Regions from separate parts of the Mus musculus genome. Here region 1 is linked to region 2. Evidence: chromatin contacts called from public promoter capture Hi-C data. All regions are on one chromosome and are shown on one strand. The core of a region is the stretch at or near the end of the contact, and the rest is flanking DNA. Distances in the headings are between cores, read along the strand shown. Region 1 holds the start of Tada1 (transcriptional adaptor 1). Region 2 holds the start of Blzf1 (basic leucine zipper nuclear factor 1).

Evidence for each region. Promoter capture Hi-C pulls out the DNA fragments that hold promoters and counts their contacts.
Region 1: a contact with region 2 is called in a promoter capture Hi-C map of pre-B cells, with 2.0 times the contacts expected there. The contact joins the promoter of Tada1 here to the promoter of Blzf1 in region 2. A contact is called at or near these places in 5 of 39 promoter capture datasets (the HPC-7 cell line, hippocampal neurons, liver and 2 more) and 1 of 9 other capture datasets (adipose tissue).

The regions. Positions count from the first base shown.
Region 1 is chr1:166,377,657-166,381,526 of GRCm38.p6, forward strand. It overlaps Tada1 (transcriptional adaptor 1), which reads left to right and starts at 1,511. Exons shown (of 8, transcript NM_030245.3): 1 at 1,511-1,820. The coding sequence starts at 1,747.
Region 2 is chr1:164,305,054-164,309,147 of GRCm38.p6, forward strand. Blzf1 (basic leucine zipper nuclear factor 1) reads right to left here and starts at 2,431. Exons shown (of 7, transcript NM_001160209.1): 1 at 2,094-2,431; 2 at 1,386-1,463. The coding sequence starts at 1,425. Nme7 (NME/NM23 family member 7) reads left to right here and starts at 2,619. Exons shown (of 14, transcript NM_138314.4): 1 at 2,619-2,701; 2 at 3,007-3,197.

The DNA of each region.
Region 1 (3,870 bases), core at 261-2,760, 2.1 Mb after region 2:
TGAAAAGTGAGCAGCCTGACCACTTCTGCAAGCACCCGGAAGGCTGCTGGGTTTAAACTGGGGCTTCCTTTTGAATATAGGGAGGATTATTTTAAAAACTGGGAGGCGCTTGACCACAGGGACGAGACATTCATAACGATTCCTGCCACCCGATCCCATGATTCTCTTACAGGATTCTGTCCTAAAGTAATAATTACAAATGAGGAGAATCTGCATAAAGATGCTTGTTAAAATATTTCTTTTAATACAGGAGAAAACCCCAGTTTAATAGACAGGAAAGAAGTCATTGTATGCATCTTATCTGTGCAGTATTTAACAGGGCCCGCTGCTCACAACCACCTGTAAATTCACTCACAACGACATCTACCTAAAAACAAAATCTTTAAAAAATTATGCTGTCATTAAAAGTATGAACATTAGCCGGGCAGTGGTGGCACATGCCTTTAATCCCAGCACTTGGGAGGCAGAGACAGGTGGATTTCTGAGTTCAAGGCCAGCCTGTTCTACAAAGTGAGTTCCAGGACAGCCAGGGCTATACAGAGAAACCCTGTCTCAAAAAACAAACAAACAAACATGAACATTAAGGCAAAATAATAGCCTGGTGTCAGATAGCCAGGGCTACAAAGAGAGACCCTATTTCAAGAACAAACAAGCTGGGCATGGTGACCCATGCCTTTAGTCCCAGCCAGCACTAGAGGCAGTTGGATCTATGTGAGTTAAGAGGCCACTCTGTCAAAACGAGAGAGAGAGAGAGAGAGAGAGAGAGAGAGAGAGAGAGAGAGAGAGAGAGAGAGACTTTAAAAGTAGGCTTTAAAAAGTTTTAAGCTGAACACAGCTATGGCTTCCTAGTGTAGTATATATGTGCATATTCGAGTGTGAATTTGGAATTTGAGAGAGGACAAGCTAGCTTGTGGGTCCTTCCACTTGACCTTGACTTGAAACGAGGTTCTTTGCGTCTTTTCCTCTGTGGGTCAGGCTAACTAGCTGCTGAGACTCCTCCTGTTACCTCCCCTAGGACCTTTGGTAGTCCTGCTTGGGAATTATTTTTATTTGATCTGTCAATAGTGAATGTTCAGAACTTGAGTAACATAAATCCTGCCTTCAGGCAGCTCTCGTTTTAGTTGCAGGAGGCAGAAAACGAGATCGACCAACTAAATGTCACAATAGGTGGTGAGCACTTGGCAAAAAAATGAGGACAAGAGGATAAATTAGATATTGCATGCACTCGGGGACCTGAGCTCTTCCTTCTGGGAAGAGCTGACCTGCAGTCAGGGCGGGGCCTGGCCGGAGGGCGGGCGGGGCGGTCAAGTTCGCGCCCCGGGGGCCGCCGCGGGCGGGCAGGCGGGCGTAGGTTGGGCACGCGCCCACCAGGGGAAGCGGGTCACGTGAGCCAAGAGGCGGGAGTTGGCGAAGGGAGTTTGGCTGGGTGCTTTCCCAACTGCGAGACGGCGGGGCCAAGAACCAAACCCACGCAACGTCTCCCTAGCGGATGGGGGCGGGGCCGCCGAGCAGAGCCGAGCCGAGCCGAGCCGAGCGGAGCCGAGCCGAGCCGAGCGGAGCCGAGCCGAGCCGAGCCGAGCCGAACCGAGCCGAGCCGAGCCGAACCGAGCCGAGCCGAGCCGAGTGGAATCGAGTCGAGTCGAGCCTCCAGCGTCCGGCGCGCAGGCCTTCCGCCGCGTTGATCTTTCGGTTGCTGGTGGCCGTGGGCCGCGCGGTCTACGGTCGGGCTGAAAGACGCGCGCTGCAATGGCGACCTTTGTGAGCGAGCTGGAGGCAGCCAAGAAGAACTTGAGCGAGGCGCTGGGGGACAACGTGAAACAGTAAGAGCCGCGGGGACCAGCCTCCGGGCCTGTCCGTGGGTGTGCCCCAAGCTCGGGGCTGCCGTAGTCCCTGGACTCTCTTCACCTCCCGGAGGCCGTAGGCGTCTCGCGGCCGCCACGGCTCCCGTGCGGGCTCCGCCGGGACTCGAGGCGCTGGAGGACTTTCTCCTGGGCGTCCCGACACCGGTGATACCCGCGTGGGGGCGGGAGCAGCGCCCTAGGCGCCCCGGAGTCGGTAGAGCGGGGGGCGCGCCGGGGCGGGGTGGGGGGGCCCGGAGGGCTTCCCGGAGGCGGAGGCCCGCGTTGCTCAGGGGCCAGCTAGAAGAGCTGTGAAAGCGGGTTCGGAAGGCACAGAGACCCCAAGTGAAGTCGGTCGGTCACCCACCTTACAACCACAGCATCCAAGGGGGCGGCTGCCTAGCCGGCCGTAGGACGCCTTTCCCAGTGTTCCACACGGGCCAGCCAATCCTCAGACCTGAGATCGGCACAGTTCGTACTCGAGAGACAGAGATTACTTATTCCCCCAAAGTCACTGCCCAAGGATGGGACTGAGGCTTCTGGTTCCCGCCGTGTGATGCTTTTCAGGGGTTACTTGGAAAGTCCTCCCGTTCCCCACACCGCCGGGCTGTCAGCAGGGACTGGGGCAGAGTGACAGCTCTATAAGCAGTAGCCTGCGGCAGCCGGAGGAGGAGCCTCGATCTTTTGGGGGAACTTCAATTCTGGCAAACCCGTATTTCCTGGCACTGAAGTTGAAATGATTGACAAGAGCAGCCCGTGAAGCAGAGGTGGTGTTAATAGAAAGGCCGTCAGAAAAGCTTAGGTGCAAGCTCCTCGTCGGAACCCCTCTTTAAAAGGCTTTAAATAAATAAATAAATAAATAAATAATAAGTATTATTATTTGTAGATTTTTAAGCACCGGAATTAAAAAGAGATGCCCAGGGAAATAAGACATACCCAGATGTGGACTTCTCAATGGAGAGTCACAAGTTGTGCGTTTTGGCAGCTGTCTTGTTACACCCAAGAATTTTGTACAAGTTTCTTTTTCTTTTTTCTCTTTTTGCTGATGAGGTGGACAAGCTTATAAAGTCTGGTAGAGTAAAACCAGGCGACATTAAAGTTGCACAAGGGGTTTCTCTGTCCAGATGACCAGACAACTGCGGTTTTACAGCCTGGAAGCGAGAAGGAGGGAGGCCTTAGACAGAGATTGTTAGTTGTGTTGGAATTTTCGATGTTAGCTGGTAAGAGGCTGCAAGCTGAGTGGGGTGAGGGACTCTTTTGCGTTTTTTACGTTTGTGATGTTTTCAGTTTGATAGTCCTGCCTCAAGACTGTCACACCAAGCGCCATGGGTGAAGGACCACCTGAGATGCAAGGAGGAAATTAAATTAAATTTAAATAGGTAAAAATGGCAGCCTTTGGCTTCGTTAGAATGGTTGTGTACTTTTATAATACTGTTTGGTGAGGCTTACGGTTAAAAAGCCTATTGGGAGACTTGTCTCTTTTTCCACGCTCACAGGGTTTTGGAAGTGAATGGTTTCACACGGAGCTAAATCTGCAGGCTATGACTTGTGAAGGCCATGACTCTAACTCTGGCCAGAGTAACTGTGCCTTCCTTCCAGACTCACTTAGCAAACTCAGGCATGACAGAAACCTTTGCAGTCTTTGATCCATTTGTAATGGCCAGAGCTGACTGTGATGTTGCACAAATATGGGTGCTGATTCCAAATTTTATGTATCTGTCATGTGAAATTCACAAGTCTTTGTGTCAGGGACACAGTTAATGATGGGATTGTAATGCATTTCTGTTTCCGGTCTTCATTTTTAAAACCTGCCATCTTGGTTAAGCTTGCTTGTCTCTGGCCATTTCCTCTTAAGCAGTTTGCTTTTCGTTGTTCATCATGACCATTTAAATGGGATCCTGGGAGGTAGGTAAAACAAGGGTATACAGAGTGCATGGTGTGAATTGTTTACCATATGTCCAGCGGTCCAGATGTTAAAACCACAGGCTTTCAGTTACTCATATCCAGGAATACTTCCTTTCTGGCGAGTGAT
Region 2 (4,094 bases), core at 1,181-3,680:
AAACAATAAACTGGTAAACTGAGGATGTCTCTTGGTAAATCTTAGGACAATATTCTTTCGGCATGCATGGGGGCAGGCAGTGGGATTGAAGCTGGGTCCTGGCAAGCAGTCTAGCCAAAGCTTTTTTTTTTGTTGTTTTTTTTTGTTTGTTTTTTCGAGACAGGGTTTCTCTGTGTAGCCCTGGCTGTCCTGGAGCCCTCATTTTACAGTTTTGAGACAGCATCTGCCTAGGTTGCCCATGCTAGCCTTGAACTGACTCTGGAGCCCAAACAGGGTATGAATTTGTGATCCTCCTGTCTCAGCCTCCCAAGTAGCTGGAATCACAAGCCTGTGCCACAAGGCCCAGCTTTAGTGTTTTCAATGTCACCATTATCACCTAGTAAAGTTTAGCTATTCCATTAGAAAAGTATGCTACCGACAATCATATTAACCTTTATAAAGGTGATCCCCAGCCCTCTCCTCCAGTCCAGTGGTCCCCAACCTTCCGAACGCTGAGATCCTTTAATACAGCACCCCGTGTGGTGGTGACCCCAACAGCACACTTCGTTGCTACTTCAGAACTATAATTATGCTACTGTTTTGTATATATGTAATGCAAATATCTGATACGTGGGGGTCATGGCCCACATATTGAGAACCTCTGTTCTCTAGGCTCTGGATAAACAGTTGCTTGATCAAATGCGTGTGCACACTTATGCATGAAGCACAGCTTCTGGTGTTTCACAGTATACACTGGTTTCCTAACAGTGCTAAGAAATGCCTGTATAACCAATCCAACCCAGCATTTCCAAATTCATTTGTTCATAGAATCATTTCCACCTGATCCTTATTATTTAAATGCCCCAGACCTTACTATCTGTTTGCTAAATTAACTGTCATCACTGTATTTTTAATGTACAAGTCTACAATTTTAATATTTAGTTAAATTGTTTATTTTAGGTTTGCGATGAGCCCTATAGGTAATGGTCCACCCCTCCTATGATGGCAGTGCTATTCACATGCTTGAGAGAAAGTTCTGTTGTTATACTGACAATCACATTGCTCTCCCGAGACAGTTAAAGGATGCAGACAAGTGACATCAAATATAGGTATAGTTTTCATTGATCCATGTAGCACAAACATCTGTTTTCACTAACAATAGTTACAGTGTAGTAAAAATAAAACGAACAGTTGTATTACCTGCCTTACTAGATAATCAAGGGGGAGCTCTCTGAGTTCAAGGCCAATGAGTTCTAGGGCAGCCAAGGCAACCCAGAGAAACCCTGTCTCAAATAACGCCCTCCTACTCCAAAATAAACCCAAAACACAACCCTCCCCCCCAAACCAAAAAAGCAACCAATCAAACAAAAAACCAAATCAATTATTATCAAAACAAAAACACTTACCTTTGTTTTCCGAACTTTTAAGGGTAGTCATTTTTTCCATAACTAATGAGAATACAATCCAAGACTTTCACCGAAGACCTAGAGATGTATACATACGAAAGAATTAAAGCAATAACAATATATTCAGAGAATGCATCTACTTTAAAAGTTATTTTTTAATTGTTTCTGTCTTTAGTACCCACGTTCTTCATTATTTCCTTTTGACGGGCTGTAATGTATACCTGTTAAATAATGAAAACCCAGGCATAGGTTTAAGTGGTCTCTGGAGTCTAGACTGTAGAATAGGTGACCACACGTCCTAAAAGCTGACTGTTCCTAGATGTATACGATTCAGTACCCGGTCTAACTTCCTGAACATCACAAATCCTTGCCCTGGGAATGCATCCTGAAACTCTATCCAATGGCAAACAGAGACTTTAAAGTCAGAAACTTCGCTGGGACCATGCGATGCCGATGAGCAAGTGTCCTTGTCTAAGAAACACCGGGTGAAGGTGTGGGGAGGCATGGGTGCCGAGTTTAAAAGGAGAGGAGGTGGAAAAATTAAGCCTGTCAGCCTCATTCCCCAGGAGTATGAGCCCAAGTTTGTCCCTGTCAGGAGGAGCCTCTTCCCAGAACAACCTTTAAATCCCAAACCAATGGCTGCCGAACTCCAGCCCAGACCATCCTCTTCCCACCGCGTCCGGCACACGGGCCGGCTCCAGGACTTACCTGTGATATCCTTACTTCAATGTCCACCGCTCAGGCTCTTCACTCGCTCAGCAGCCGGCTGACTTGTAAACTCCCCTGGCACTCGGAAGCCAACCCGCCCAAGCCTCCCTGACACGCAGCGCCTCGCTCACTCTAATCACTTCCTATTACACAGGGTTTCATTTCCGGAATGCTCTTCTGAAGGACAAGGACCAACTGACACTTCGTGCTGTGTGTAAAATGAAGAGAGACAGGGTCTACTATGTATCGGCTCGGAAAGCGAAAACTGGAAGATATCTACTTAAAAAAAAAGTACCAATAGATAATGCAAGCGGTATGGACGCTTAAACTTCCGGGTCACTACCAGCCAGACGGAAGTGAACGCGTTGGAACGGAGAAGGTGGCGTCGCGTTGCCCCAGGCGATGAGGCAAAGGGTGGATCTTTGAGTGAATGGGCGGGGCCTAATTACTCCCAGCCAATGGAGACGAAGCAGCTTCGAGGCGGCGTCTTCGAAGCAGTGGCTGGAGGAAGGCGGGGCTTGCGTTGCCAGAGTAACCGGATCATTGGTGGTGGTGTAGTCTTCCTGTGTACAGGAATCTATTTCCTGTGCTGAGATCTACAAACTATGGTAAGTGTTATAGGGAGGCCCTATGAAAGGCTCCGAGACCCTGGTTACGGAACATCCAAGTCTTTGGGCGATTGGGCACCCCGCCTTTCATCACCTCTTACCTCGCTAGGAGCAGTTCCTTCTGCCTCTGCGCACCCCTTTTCTTGCAGCACCCTAATTTCCATTTTAGCGCCACTAAGACCTCAAGCTAGAGCAATGTAACAGAAAGTAAATGGGGGTGATATGGAATCTAAGAAAACCCGATGAGAATTATTTCGAATAAACCGTTTATAAGCTTGCATTGTTTATCTTTTTCGTTTTTCAAGCTTGCAGACCCTTATCGACGTGGTGCTGTCTCAACACTAACTTGGATCTGAATCTCCCTGAGTGCTGGAGTCAGTTCTCCCAAGCGGTGGAGTTCTACCTTGCATCTCCTACCAGGACCGCTTAGTAATAGCTGTCTGCTGGCTCAGCGTCTAGTTCATTTCATACTTTCCAGATCACTGTGTTTTAGCAGGTATGTTTTTCAGGATTACTTGGAGAGTTCTAGCATTCACCAACACCACCATAAATTATGACTGAATAGGAATGGGGCTTGATACTTTGCGTTTTAATAAGCCTTTAGATGGTTTTAATGTACCCATTGCTCTAGTGCACAGAGTTCTAGTTAACTCATCTTTAGTCATCTCTGCACTTGTGCGTGGTGGACGGGACAGAGCAAAATGTTGCCTTCAGGTGGGTGTAGCTGTGACTTAGCAAGAGGCATCTGCACAATGAGGCTTTCTCATTGACTGACGTTCAGCAGTCCTTTTTGTTAACCAATCTGGTCCTTTGGTACCAAAGAGACCTTTTCAAACCTTTACTTCACAGACCCAATCTCTTTCCTCCCTCTTTTCTCCTTTCTAGGCACTTGACAGAATCTAAGAGGCAATGTATTCAGTATTGGATTCCAAATAATCAATGATTTTACCTATTCTGTAGCCTCGTATTTCTACTTTAACGAAGGAAGTGTGGAAGTGACCGTTCATCTGTTTTGCTCTTGATTTCTCTTGCTCCCATCTATTGTAACCATTTGTGGCATGAAGTTAGTTAGCATTTGATCTGGTGTGTGTGTGTGTGTGTGTGTGTGGTGTATGCTGATTTTGTTTTGTTTTGTTTTGTTTTTCGAGACAGGATTTCTCTGTATAGCCCTGGCTGTCCTGGAACTCACTTTGTAGACCAGGCTGGCCTCGAACTCAGAAATCCGCCTGCCTCTGCCTCCCAAGTGCTGGGATCAAAGGCGTGCGCCACCTCGCCCAGCTAAGCTGATTATTATATAAGTACTTTTCTTACTGTGACTCATGATTCATCAAAATCAAAACTTGGTCCTTGAGCATGAAGAGTGGAATTCTCCGGGCATGCAGGCTTACCTTAG